Linked DNA regions of Gossypium arboreum: region 2 is linked to region 1. The links are chromatin contacts, called in public Hi-C maps. All regions are on one chromosome and are shown on one strand. The core of a region is the stretch at or near the end of the contact, and the rest is flanking DNA. Distances in the headings are between cores, read along the strand shown. Region 1 has its middle 9.9 kb from the start of LOC128293013. Region 2 holds the start of LOC108449915 (UDP-glycosyltransferase 76B1-like).

Region 1 (2,640 bases), core at 103-2,602:
TTCACCAATCGGCTTTCATTGAATTTTGAGAATCTGCTTTCTTTCTTTCTTTCTAGCTAGCTATCAAGCATGGGCACGTAATTTTACTTTTTATTTCTTTAATAATGCAACTAATAAGTGGTAGTAAGAGTTGCGAGTGCATTTTTTCGGATTAAGTCGGAATTTTAGAATTATTATTGTTAAAAAATTTTATTTAAATATATTTTAGTTTGAACCAAATTAATCTCATATCACAAATTAATGATAATATTTGTGATCTTATAAAAGGAATTGTAGCTTTAATAGGCCAATTTGCACGTACCCAAGTGCTTGCAAACTATTATAAAATAAAAAATCATACATAAATACTGAGATTTAAAATCATACAAATTATTATAATTTATTTTAGGGTTGAATAAGTCTTTCCTCTCATTCGAGAACCTTCTTATATATGCATAAACTTTTGTTTTACAAGGATTATATTAAATTAGTCCTTTTATTATTGAATAGATAAATTTAGTTTTTGTATTATTTAAAAAATCAAATAATGTCACATTAAAATAGAATTAATATTTATTTTATAAAAATATCATTTACTATTTAACAGAGATAATATATTTTAAGTATTTACAGTTTTGTAAATAAAATTTTTTGTTTGGAATTAAACTGTAATTGAAAAAATATTTTTAATGTTAATTATATTACAATTTAGATTTATTTAATTATTTTTAATAAGTATAAAAACTAAATTAATCTATTTAACAATTGAGAGAACTTTAACCTAAATTCAGCTATAAGCTGGTTTCCTAAATTAGACGTTTGTGCTACCAAAGACGCAAACTATTCTTTTACAAGTCATAACTTAATTCCTAACTCAATTAGATAATTAGTTCTAGCCAAGGCTTAGGCGAACTTGAGTAGTCCATTAACCTTATAAAGTTGCTTTTAATTAATATATTTTTAATTCTATTAATTTTTTTCATTCAAAAAAATCCAATTACAAAAGCGGTTTTTTTTTGAAGAAATTCGACTAGCTTTTATTAATAATAAGAAATAGAAAGACACATTGAGCCACAAACTGGGCTTAGTCCTACCGAGCTTAAGTGTGTCTTCAGCCCGCATACTTACGAAAATCGAAACAAATTAAAAAAAAAAAAACAGCTTTGAGAAAACAAAACAATAAGCACTGCAAAAAGGAAACCTAAATAATTAATGCTAGTCGACTCAATAACAGCTGGACTCCGCTTTCCATAGTCTTGTCCCATCGTCTGTCCCGTCTGTTCATATGTTAGCCGTTTCATATATGCATTATCTGCTACCCACATCATTTCCTTCTTCACATTAGACCCTTCAATCTGGATCCCTTCTCCACCGCCCCTTCGTGAATTCGTCTCTCCCTCACACCAGGTATGTTTTCTTCCTCTTTCTTTAGTGCTTCTTTTGTAATCTTATGAGCAAAAATATTTTATGTTTGTTAGGATTTCGACCCGATTAAGCAACGAACAAAAAAATAGCGGAATAAATTGAGAAATTAAATACACAAATTTAACATGGAAAAACCCCTCCAAAAAGGATAAAAAATCACGGGTAAAGATAATTTTACTATAATGACAAAAGAACGAAGAGTACAAAAGATGGAGATTAAGACTAAACCCCGAAAACCCGAAAACAAAGAACCTCAAAACGTAAACACAAAATTCTCTAAATGTGTTATGAGTTCTAATCTCTAATGAGTGTATTTTTCTAAGGTTGTAAAAGAGCCTATTTATAGGCTAAATTTATAGGTCAAATAATAATAAAATAATCTAAACTAATCAGTGTTTGATTGAAATAAGTAAACAAAGTTTAACTGAAAGATTATTTCTCAAATTTAACTGAAAATAGGAGTCATATTTAACAAATCTCCACATTGACTCATATTTCCACAACGCCATCTTTACCAAAGCTCGCCACGAGCCTATCTTGAACTATGCAGGGAATTAACTGAGTCGAATTTGTGCTTAGAAACTGGAAGACTTCTAGCCTTCGACTTGTACATTGCCAAATAAAAACTAACCCGAGTTTGATTTTCACGAACACAGTGCCTTAACTTTCCAAAACCTGCATCCAAAAGAGAACCTCTCTTCAACGAAATAGTCATATCTTTTTCCCTCCTATAACCAAGTTGCCTCCGCTCCAAACAAGTTGACTTCAACTCCGTAACGGACGAGGGATGTCCGATTTCACCGGTCACTGTATAACCTTCCAGAATATAAAGACTGTCGGTTCTTTTACCTTTTAACAAAACGAGAGCTCCACGAGATACTTTAATGCCGCTCTACTCAATGTTGATTTTGCATCCTTTCAAGTCTAAAATACTTAAAGAGATGAGATTCTTTCGTAAATCAGGTACATTCCTGACATTTGAGAGTGTCCTAATCGTCCCATTTGCATCTTAATTTTAACAGTACCAATACCAATTACCTTACTAGATGAATCGTTTCTCATGCGCACAACTCCACCTTCAATCAAATTGTATGTGGAGAACCATTCTCTATTGGGACACATGTGGAAAGAACATCCTGAATCTAGGATCTACTCGGACGTGAGCTTGGTGTTATCGCTTGTTGACACTAACAAGAAATCATCACCGCTTTCATCGGCCAAATTAGCACTAGCTAC
Region 2 (2,640 bases), core at 45-2,544, 190 kb after region 1:
TTCATTTTCTAACTTTCACTTCTTTAAATTATTTTTCACTGTCACATATGTGCATTCAACTTCTCATTAGTTGTTTACCCTTTAAAACCTTTTTTTTATGTTTATTTTCTGATTTAACATTTAAAAATTCAAATTTTATTTTAACATTTATATTATATAATGAAATCATATTTACATATTTTGTAGTACAAATTAACGTGAGTTTCAAATTGATTGGCATAAAATTTAGAAATCCATCTCTCTTTTGTAAACTCTTTCTCCTTCCTTTTATTGTAATATAATTATTCACTTGTATACAAAATATTTTTATAATACATTCTTATTAAAATACTTGGAATATGCTATAACTATATAAAAACTTTTGAAAAATACTAATAAACTCAAAATCTATATAGAACGCATTTCATGATTAACTGTGTACTTCTTTTTAAGCATCCACAATGAGGAAATTAATTACTATTACCGACATGAAAACTTGGTTTCGAGCAAAAAAAAATTTATACGGAACCACTTCCATATTAACATGTATTATAAGATAATTATTTGATACACACAAAAGTCAAATTTTTTAAAAGCTGAACATGGCTTTAAATTATATTTTTTCTTTATCTATCTTTAAATAAAGAAATGGAACATGATACAATTAACGGTAAAAGTACCATGAAAGTTTCTATACTAAGAGTCAGATTGCATTTTGCCCCCTACTAAAAAAAAGGTTTTTTTACCTATATAATACAAATAAAAAAATTAAATACTGAAAAGTTTCTATATAATACCATTATTAAAAAATTTGTATTATATAGCTAAAAAAAAAGCCACTAAAAAAATATGCAAAGTAGTCCTTGTACGTTAGATCAATGAGCATTGAACTTTCTTTTAAAAATTTCATCTAATTCTACTATTAAAAATTGATTTTTATACCTCAATATGAGGCACATATAGTGCGTCACATGTCACTGTCTGGTTATTCCATCAACCACGATAATTTTTAACAATATAAATAGATAGAAGAACCAATTTATTCTTTGACGTAACATGTATAAATTAATTTACTCTCATCTTTAATAGAGACAACAAAATTAAATTTAACTTTTAATAAAATAAGTATATTGAATAATAATTTACTTATTAATACCAAATCAAACTAACCGTTACGAACAAGTTTGATTCCTTTTGGCTTCCTAGTTAGCTTCATATATTTGTCCTTGACAGATAAGACAGATTAAAATAATTCATTTATTGGAAAATCAATATAGTCATCATCATATATGTCATCAAACAATATGTGTCAATATATATATAGTGTGTGTGTATAACATATTATAGAGATTGGAATCAAGAGAAATAGTTTGAGATGAAACTGAAGGGTCGTGGATCAGTGATACTGTTTCCTTTGCCGTTTCAAGGCCATATAAATCCCATGCTTCAGCTTGCAAACATCCTCCATGAAAGAGGTTTTTCCATTTCCATAATCCACACTCGCTTCAATTCTCCTAACCCTTTAAACTACCCTCTTTTCAGATTCTACCCCATTCCCGATGGATTATCTGAAAACCATGTCATTTCTTCAGATCCTAATCGTATTGTGGCCTTCGTTAAGTTCCTCAACTCCAATTGCCAAACCCCATTTCGCGTTTGCTTGGCTAAGTTGATCTCCACCAGTTTGGAAGATGAAGATCCCACTGCGTGCTTGGTTACTGATGCTTTGTGGTACTCCACACAAGCTGTCGCTGATGACCTTAAGCTTCCTAGGATTGTGTTAAGGACCAGTAATGTCTCGTCATTTATTGTTTTGTCCTCCATGTCATTGCTGTTCGAAAAGGGTTACCTTCCGTTGCAAGGTACGCATAGATCATTTGTTGTTTACTCTCCATTTCTGCAATAAAAAGGTTTACTGAAATGCTGCATCTTATTGGTTGTCAGATTCTGTGGCAGAAATGGAAGTCCCAGAGCTTCCACAATTCAGATTCAAAGACATAGCAATGCTGGAAGCAAGTGATAGGGAAAGCTTTCTTCAATTCATTGAGATACTAGTTCAAGAAACCAAGGCTTCTTCAGGGATTATATTGAACTCATGTGAAGATCTTGAGCAAGAATTTCTATCAAAACTTTCGTTGTTATTTCCCATCCCAGTTTTTCTCATAGGTCCTTTCCACAAGTATTTTCCAGCTTCATCCAGTAGTTTACTGCCTCAAGACAGGACCTGCATATCATGGCTAGACAAACAACAACCCAACTCAGTGATTTATGTTAGCTTCGGAAGCGTAGCGGCTATAGAAGAGGCTGACTTCTTGGAGGTAGCTTGGGGACTGGCCAACAGCATGCAGCCCTTTTTGTGGGTGGTTCGACCGGGGTTGGTCCAGGGCTCCGAATGGCTTGAAATTTTACCAAATGGGTACTTAGAAATGGTAGGGGAAAGAGCCCACATAGTTAAATGGGCTCCCCAACAGGAAGTTCTAGCTCACCCTTCAACGGGAGCATTTTGGACACACTGTGGGTGGAATTCAACACTGGAGAGCTTATGTGAAGGGGTCCCCATGATCTGTCAGCCATCTTTTGGTGACCAGAAGACAGACTCAAGATTTGTAAGCCATGTATGGAGGGTTGGGGTTCATTTGGAATTCAAGATAGAGAGAGGGG

What was found. A called contact is a pair of places that touch in the nucleus more often than the background predicts.
Region 2: a contact with region 1 is called in a Hi-C map of leaf, with 3 times the contacts expected there. The contact joins the promoter of LOC108449915 here to the enhancer-like site in region 1. A contact is called at or near these places in 2 of 5 Hi-C or Micro-C datasets (both in leaf).

Annotation. Positions count from the first base shown.
Region 1 is chr5:40,242,204-40,244,843 of ASM2569848v2, forward strand. No RefSeq gene overlaps it. Among protein-coding and RNA genes, the nearest start is that of LOC128293013, 9.9 kb to the right of the region's middle. Within about 2 kb of position 1,353, at least 2 of the 2 cell types and tissues checked have an H3K27ac peak or open chromatin away from gene starts, as enhancers often do. A contact at or near this core is called in leaf, where this site is marked.
Region 2 is chr5:40,434,915-40,437,554 of ASM2569848v2, forward strand. It overlaps LOC108449915 (UDP-glycosyltransferase 76B1-like), which reads left to right and starts at 1,295. Exons shown (of 2, transcript XM_017747296.2): 1 at 1,295-1,841; 2 at 1,924-2,640. The coding sequence starts at 1,355.